Linked DNA regions of Mus musculus: region 2 is linked to region 1. Evidence: chromatin contacts called from public HiChIP or PLAC-seq data. All regions are on one chromosome and are shown on one strand. Each heading gives the region's core, a stretch centred on a gene start, on an enhancer-like site or on the middle of the called end of the contact. The rest is flanking DNA. Distances are from core to core; before and after follow the strand shown. Region 1 holds the start of Rrp1 (ribosomal RNA processing 1 homolog (S. cerevisiae)). Region 2 overlaps Trappc10 (trafficking protein particle complex 10).

Region 1 (3,948 bases), core at 732-3,231:
TCAAATCCCAGCAACCACATGGTGGCTCACAACCATCCGTAACAAGATCTGACTCCCTCTTCTGGAGTGTCTGAAGACAGCTACAGTGTACTTACATATAATAAATAAATAAATCTTTAAAAAAAAAAAAAAAAAAAAAAGAAACATCCCAAACCAGCCAACTAATAAAAAAAAAAAAAAAAAAAGAAGATGTAGATCTCTCAGCCCCTCCTGAACCGTCTCTGCCTGGATGCTGCCAGGTTCCCTCTTTGATGATAATGAACTGAACCTCTGCACCTCTAAACCAGCCCCAATTAAGTGTTGTCCTTATAAGAGTTGCCTTTGGTCATGGTGTCTCTTCACAGCAATGGAAACCCTAACTAAGGCACTAATTACCATCTTTGTGCTTGAGACTTGTAGACTTAAAAAGCATCCATGACTGGATGTTTAGGACCAGATCCTCCTCCTCCTAGTTGGTACATAATAAACAACCTGAGGTTCCAAGTTGCAATGGTAGTGAGTGTCCCAATCAGAGTGCTCACACCTAAGCTGAGCCCACCTTTTCTGTCTGTGTGTCTGTCCTGTATTTCTTTACTTCTCCCAGTTGGGGTTTCAGTACTCAAGCCTAGCAGGACTTGGCATATACACATATGTATAGGTGGATATATTTACTGTGTGATGTGTAAGTAGAGTCTGACCATTAATATTAGTAGTTTAAGATAGCTTGCCTAGGGCTGGAGAGATGGCTCAGCGGTTAAGAGCACCGATTGGTCTTTCAGAGGTCCTGAGTTCAATTCCCAGCAACCACACAGTGGCTCACAACCATCTGTAATGGGATCTAATGCCCTCTTCTGGTGTGTCCGAAGACAGTAACTGCGTACTCATATAAATAAAACAACAGCAACAAGAGATAGCTTGCCTAAGTCAAAGAAACTGGGTTGACTTTAAAAAGCGTGGCCATAACATTGATGTAGTCTATCAAATTTTTTGTTATTCAGTAAATTCTGATGTTATAGAAAATACAGAATTGTCTATGTTCCTGTAATAGTGCTTAGACATGCCCTCTCCCACCCCAGTTGCTTATTCCTCTTCAGTCAGACTTTCAACAACCATCCCTCCCATTTTTTCCAGCATCTAGCTTTTCAAATACAGCCACCTTCCTTGCCTGACACTTTAATCCTGGGCTTAGCTGGCCTATGGTGTAGCAACGAACTGGCAATGTTATGGTACCACTAAGTCCAAACGTCCACTGGTCTTGGAAATTTCCCCCAGCAAGTCATCAGACTTCTGGTGGTCTTGGGCACACCAATGAAACCTGTAATTGTTTTGTATTCTAATTTGACATTTCAGCTCTTGGGCTATATGGAAAAATTTTCCCAATAGTGTCCCAAACGATTGTCACCACACATTTCATGAACCAGGGCACACTCAAGTTTTGCACACTCACTGTGCTTTCTATAGTGTATTTGCCTGCCTACCTTCATGATAGGTACCTGCACCCTGTCCCATAATCTGGATCCTGACAGCCTTCTTGCTTTTCTCTTTCCAGGAAAGTGGATGCTCTACAAGAGGCTTGGTGGGGTGGATTTCCCTGAGGACTAAGGTGTTAGGGATCAGGTAAAGTGTTTCGGGTAAAGCTCGTAGTTCTCGGCGTTGCAGGGTTCATGCACACACCCAACCTCCCCCCACCCACACCCCACACCCCAACATGGCTCAGGATGCTGAGCCAAGGGCAGCTCCACGCAGTCCTGCTAAGTGTTACAGTTGAGGACAAGCTGGGCCACATCACGATCTTCTTGTAATACAGCCACTCCTGCTGCAGTAAAGAGGAGGGCGAACCCAAGACAATGCTTTAACCTTTTCAAGAATCAGAGATGCCCTAGGCTTACACCAGACCATCCTCCTCCCTGCAGGGTGCAGTTGCGCCTCTCGGCCACTGAGAGGCGGTAGCGTACGCCAGCATCGTCCAGGACGTTTGACGTCTAGCTGGGTTGTGTCGCCTCAGTGTGACGTTCAGTGGTGACGAGCGCGTGTCGTCACTCGAGCGCCCCAGCGGAAGCGTCGAGTGCGTGGTCTCAGGGTTCTCCTCACCATGGTTCCCGGAGTGCCGCTCCCGCCGGAGATCCAGCTGGCGCAGCGCCTGGCGGGCAATGAACAGGTGACGCGGGACCGCGCGTTGCGGAAGCTGCGGAAGTACATCGAGGCCAGGTCGCAGCGGGCGACAGGTACGCGGGCGGGAGGGCAGGCGAGCTCCGCTGCGTGGGCCCCGCAGGATCCGGCCTTCGTCTGCTGTTCTACTGGCTTAGGCTGACCCGATCGGTCTGCCCGCTTTTCTTCCTTCTGTAGCTTGCTGGTGCTCTTCCGCCGGCCTTTACTGGTGTCCCGTGTTCTTAAAGGTGTGTTCTCGACACCCCGTTCCCAGGATGTCCTTTTGCAGAGCGGTTTCTGTGCTTCTGGTCCTCAGTGAGCGACCCCTTTCAGCAGCCTCCGCGTCTCTTGGATATCCCTCCGCAGATGCAAATTATAGATTCCCTGAGCAGTGGTTTGGCCGAGGTCACGGCTGTATGCTTTGGGAAGTGTCTCAAGGCAGTTTTCCACGCTCTAGTCAGAGAACCCCAGCTTGGGGAATGCGCTTCGCCAAATGGTGGCGATGTCCTTTGCTTTTGGATATCCCTCCGCGGATGCAAATTATAGATTCCCTGAGCGGTGGTTTGGCCGAGGTCATGGCTGTATGCTTTGGGAAGTGTCTCAGCGCAGTTTTTCACGCTCTAGTCAGAGCACCCCAACTTGGGGGATGCGCCTCGCTAAATGGTGGTGATGTCCTTTGCTAGCCGGAATGAATAACTTTCACCATTTAATCTCCGAAATGTCATAGTATAGCTACAGTTCCTTGGTCTGACACTGGCTTAATTAATCACTGCATTAACAATGGGCCATCTCCCGGTCCCGAAAGTGTTGGGTTTCTTTAACTCTATGGGACTGATACCTGCTTGCTGGTGCATGGAGTTACTGGAGGGTTGGGGGGAGGGGCTCCTCCAGGCACCGTTATGGCAGTTCTGTTGGAGAATGTTTTGAGGGCGGGGCTGGCTGCCCAATCATATTTTTTTAAGGTTTATTTATTTATTTAATGTATATGAGTACACTGTAGCTAGCTGTACAGATGGTTGTGAGCCTTCATGTGGTTGTTGGGAATTGAATTTAGGACCTCTGCTCGTTCCAGTTGGCCCCACTCACTGAGGTCAGCCCAGCTCGCTCAGTCCCTGTTCCGTCTGGCCCAAAGATTTATTTATTATTATAAATAAGTACACTGTAGCTGTTTTCAGACACCCTAGAAGAGGGCATCAGATCTCATTAGGATGGTTGTAACCTACCGTGTGGTTGCTGGGATTTGAACTCAGGACCTTTGGAAGAGCAGTCAGTGCTCTTACCCGCTGAGCCATCTCGCCAGCCCCCAGTCGTATTATTGTTAAGAGTAGTTCAGGCAGTCATGTTTCCTTCCTGGCTCGGGAAGGTAGGTTCCAGGGCTCACTAAGTCTCACTGTTGCTCTTGTGATGCAGGTGGTTTCACTCCAGATGAACTGCTAAAAGTATGGAAAGGACTGTTTTACTGCATGTGGATGCAGGACAAGCCCCTCCAGCAGGTGGGTGCCTGGGAAGGTAGCTGAAGAACCCTCACAGGAGTTGGTGGGGGACTGAGGGGCTTATGTTTAATCCTCCACCCCACCCCTTAACATAGCCAGCACTGACTCCTGCTGTTTATAGAGAAAGTGATGTTTCCTGCATAGTAGGTCTTTTTTTTTTTTCCATGTGGTTGCTGGGATTTGAACTCAGGACCTTTGGAAGAGCTATTGGTGCTCTTAACCACTAACCCATCTCTCCAGCCCCATAGTAGGTCTTTTGCAAGCAAGGAACCAAGGCCAACTGGCAGCTGGTCCTTTGAAGTGAGAGGGCATTGGTAGTGTTGGCCGT
Region 2 (4,361 bases), core at 1,579-4,078, 190 kb after region 1:
TTGTGTATGTGTGGGAGGTACTGGGCCTCACACAGTTTAGGCAAGTGCTGTACCACTGAGCTATCACCCCAGCCCAGTAAATTCTCTCTAGTTTCTATTTGTATCTTTTTTTTTTTTCTTTAAAGACAGAGTCTTTAAAGAATTGTGTGGAACCCTCTCTGGCCTGAAAGTTGCTATATAGACCAAGCTTTGAACTCACAGAAATCCTCCTGCTGTTATCTCCTGAATGGAGGATTAAAGATATGGGCTAGCACATGTAGCCTTTACTAGAGTTACTTAGAAAGTGTTTTCAGGGGCCGGGCGTGGTGGCGCACGCCTTTAATCTCAGCACTCGGGAGGCAGAGGCAGGTGGATTTCTGAGTTTGAGGCCAGCCTGGTCTACAGAGTGAGTTCCAGGACAGCCAGGGCTACACAGAGAAACACTGTCTCGAAAAACTAAAAAAAAAAAAAAAAAAAAAAAAAAAAGTGTTTTCAGTTTCTAGATACAGTTATACCTTGCTAGTTTGGTTGTATTGTGGTCACAAAGAGTTGTTTGTACTATTTCTGCTTGTGTCACTTGGTTTTTCTCTGTGACTCCATTTTTCAGATTGTGATAGTAAAATGTGGGTCCATAAGAGTTGTCTTCCATGTGCTGCATAGTCCCTTGTGCTATGGCCTGTGTCCTGTTTTCTGTGGTCTGGTGATGGCATGTTCTGGTCCTCTCTCATACTCCTTGAGATGGGTGTATTGGCAGTATCAGGCATGTGCCTCTGGAGCTAGACTAATTTTTATGGAGTGAAGCGTGTGATTGCCAAAGATGGTTTCTAGATAATGTGTCCTACTCAGGAAGGTCTTGTGTCTGAAATAAGAGTTGATCTTGGGACCAGAGAGATGGCTACGCAGTTAAGAGCACTGACTGCTCTTCCAGAGGTCCTGAGTTCAATTCTCAGCAGCCACATGGTGGCTCACAACCATCTGTAATGGGATCTGATGTCTTCTTCTGGTATGTCTGAAATCAGCTATAGTGTTCTGTTATACATGAAATAACTAAATAAATCTTTAAAAAAATAATTGATCTTCCCCTAACTTCTTTTGGTAACTCTGTACCTTGTCACTTGTGTTTGGTCTGGAAGCTGCAAGTTATTTTTCTGCAGGTCAGAGTTATGGGTTGAGGGTCTCAGACATCCAATCTTCTTGTCTAAATGAACAACAAATCGGCATGGCACGATTTTCCTAATAGTCTCCCCCTTTATTAGAAACTTCAACTCTATTCAAACCCTGTTCTGTGTGTACACCGGTGTGAATACTTGAGATCTGTTGATTGTGGTGGGTCAGAGGCAGTGTTTTCCTGCATAGTGTGTAGTGTTAAGGTTGGAGGAGAGAGCACATGGTGAGCCTCAAAATACTTAAAATGAACTTGTGCTGACACGCATGTTCTCCTCTGGCTGTCACGAGTATAAGTCGTGTTTTCCAGGATGCCCTGCCCAACATGTACTTTTTTGCATGCCAGGGACTTTCCTCGTCGAGAGGCTGGGTCTTTATATCTTCTGGTTCAGCTTGTGTGGCTGTGATTTTTAAGGCAGTCAATGCCTTCTGCTGGCCAGACCCCAGTCACTGTCATATGAAGCCTTGTGCTCTCAGAAAGCCATGAGGAGGCCCAAGCCATTAGAGACTCACCCACTGTGTTCCGTCTCCCAGCCTTAAAACACAGCTCCACACCTCACCTTCTGCTGCAGATCTATGAGCACAGTAGAACTAAATCACTACACAGTGTAGTGTAAGGTTTTACACCGTGGTGGCTAGTTGGAGAGACAGGAAGAAGGAAGAGAGAAGGGTGGGGTGGGAGGCATGGGAGTTTTGATTGAAGTTACCTTGTTTAATTTACTATTGATTCAAGAAGAATTTAATAGTGGTAAGTTCTCTTGAACCTAGGAGCATGCAGTGAGTTTGTATTCCTTTGTACCCTGTTATGGCCTTAGTCATAACTTCACAGAGGCCATGCACCATCCAACTTCCCCAGGTCCACTTAGTTTAGTTCTTGGGGTCATTGTAAATGGTTTCATTGAAATTATCCTAATAAGGATCATCCTTTTTGATTTTTCAGTGTTTGGGTTTTTTGTTTGTTTGTTTGTTTGTTTTGAGACAGGGTTTCTCTGTGTATCTCTGACTGTCCTGAAACTCACTCTGTAGACCAGGTTGGCCTCAAACTCTAAGATCCACCTGCCTCTGTGTGCCAAGTGCTGGGATCAGAGCTATGCACTACCACTGCCCCGCTTTGTTTTGTGTTTTGAGACAAGCTTTCCCTGTGCAGTTGATGCTGTGTTAACTTCAGCCTTGCAATTCTGCCGTGGCCTCTATAGTATTAGGGTTGCAGCATGTACTGTATTAGGGAGTACTGCTTTCTCTCACCACTTGGGTTAGTCCTGGGAGAGAGAAGTGGAGCTGTTTTGAGTTGAGCAGCTTCCTGTCAGCTCCTGTGAGCTGGGACAGCGTGAGGGAGCTGGGTGATCTTCTCTCTGGCTCTTATGTGGAGAATTCAAGGGGCATTGAAGTTGGATCAGGATTCCAGGGCTTCCTGAGAGCTGAGGGTTACTGTGTGTGTGGACAGCTGGCAAGAAGCTAGGGTCCTGGCTGACTAATGACAATGACAGCCTTACGGGGCTTGGGCACAGAGCCCTGACTAAAGCTCTTCCTCGGCTCTTGGGCAATAGCACCCTGGGTGACCTCCTCAGCTCTTCAGCCCTTGGTGCTGTATCTTATGTCTTTGGGTGCCAGAATATGCCAGTGCTGAGACACCCACTCGGTTTACCCTCTGGCTACCACAGTGTGTTAAAATGCTGTGACTAGTGGCTCTTTGTTACTGACACCCTCCCTGTTCCTAGAGACAAAGGGGCATTGGGAAGCTCGCCTTCACAGTGACTTATTTATTTTTAGGATACTGAAGTGTACAAAGCTACGGTAAAAGACGACCTCACCAAGTGGCAGAATGTTCTGAAAGCTCATAGCTCTGTGGACTGGCTAATAGTGGTAGTTGAAAATGATGCCAAGAAAAAAAACAAAACCAACATCCTTCCCCGAACTTCTATTGTGGACAAAATAAGAAATGACTTTTGTAATAAACAGAGTGACAGGTAAGTATGTCTTGCATTTTATCCACTTTGATGTTAGTGATAGCCGTTGACTCAGGCAGTCTAGAAAACTACAGAGGGGTGCAGGATCCCTTCCCTAAACCCCTCCTCTGTAATTCCTGGCCTAGCAGTTCATCTCCAGGTGGACAGCCTAGGGGGAGAGGCTTCTGGGCCAGTGGCCCTGGGGAAGATCAGTCCTTGAATAGGGTAGAATTCCCCAAGTAGTTTCTTAACCGTGAGACACGCATTTCTGTTTATAGTCCACTTTTTAAAAGTTCCTGGAAGGAAGTTGCAAAGCAGCAGCTTCATCCCTTCCTTGTAGTGTCTTACTGCTCCTCTGCGCCTGCTGGGACTTCCTCTCCTTAGCACTGCAGACACAGTTGACCAGGTGGCTGTGTGCTGACTCGTCTCGGAGATGCCCTGGTGAGACATGCTCTCATTCCCATGGTCATTGCCACCAGCGGAGGGTCCCCATGCTGCAAGAACCTATAAGAGTGCCACTAACCTGCTTTGGGGACCTGAGGGAGGTGTTTGGGGTCAGGGCTGGGCTGGGAAGTAGAGCATGTATGAAGTGAGTGGGAAAGCGCCCAGAGCAGAGCGGTTCCTCTGCGACTCTTCAGAACACTGTCATTTTCTATGCACATTGATAGCTGCTGTTGTCACTTAGTACATTGGGAATTTTCCGTGTATGCCCCTGTCCCATTATTGCTAGTGAACACATAATAGGGCAACACATCCATGTACAGTTCACACACAGAAACCTTGAGGACTGTTGGGCTCTTGTTTGCTTACTGTTCCTACAGACATTGTCCATGTCTTTCCAGCCCAGATCCTGTGAATGTCCTTAACGACTTCCTTAGAATCTGCTCCTTAAAGGGAAGTTGCTTGGTTACAGGTTCTGTCCATTCTTCACACCTTTGGCAAAATACTGCTGAGTCAGATGCTAACTCAGGGATTGTCTAAGATGGTGGTAGCATCGAGGTCTTTCTGAGGCCCTCCTCACATGAGCCCCTGTTAGCAGCTGCTCTGGTCTTCTGTGCCCTAGGAGACACTCCTGATCAGTGTTCATTCCTCACATCTCTAGCTGTGCTGGGCTCTGTCTTTTTAATCATGCAAACAGATGATGACGTAGAGAGCGTGGGAGTCGAAAGGCCTGAGGAGGGACTAGGGCGTAGTAGTGTTATGCAGCATGGACTATGTAGGCAGCGGGCTGCTGAAGGAAAGCCCTGCCTCATGCGTGCTGTTGTGTTGAGG

The links. HiChIP or PLAC-seq counts read pairs in DNA pulled down with a chosen protein or histone mark.
Region 2: an H3K4me3 HiChIP or PLAC-seq map of stem cell-derived neural progenitor cells shows a contact between it and region 1, with 31 read pairs. The contact joins the enhancer-like site here to the promoter of Rrp1 in region 1. A contact is called at or near these places in 1 of 39 promoter capture datasets (HPC-7-derived erythroid cells), 1 of 484 Hi-C or Micro-C datasets (bone marrow-derived macrophages), 18 of 115 datasets of contacts at active chromatin or transcription factors (the 230-238 cell line, the SCID.adh cell line, bone marrow-derived dendritic cells and 12 more) and 3 of 9 other capture datasets (adipose tissue, liver and pancreatic islet).

Annotation. Positions count from the first base shown.
Region 1 is chr10:78,411,076-78,415,023 of GRCm38.p6, reverse strand. Rrp1 (ribosomal RNA processing 1 homolog (S. cerevisiae)) reads left to right here and starts at 1,981. Exons shown (of 13, transcript NM_010925.2): 1 at 1,981-2,204; 2 at 3,538-3,620. The coding sequence starts at 2,072.
Region 2 is chr10:78,221,413-78,225,773 of GRCm38.p6, reverse strand. Trappc10 (trafficking protein particle complex 10) reads left to right here. Exons shown (of 23, transcript NM_001081055.2): 4 at 2,914-3,110. Among named protein-coding and RNA genes, the nearest start is that of Trappc10, 21 kb to the left of the region's middle. Within about 2 kb of position 2,828, at least 64 of the 459 cell types and tissues checked have an H3K27ac peak or open chromatin away from gene starts, as enhancers often do. A contact at or near this core is called in stem cell-derived neural progenitor cells, where this site is marked.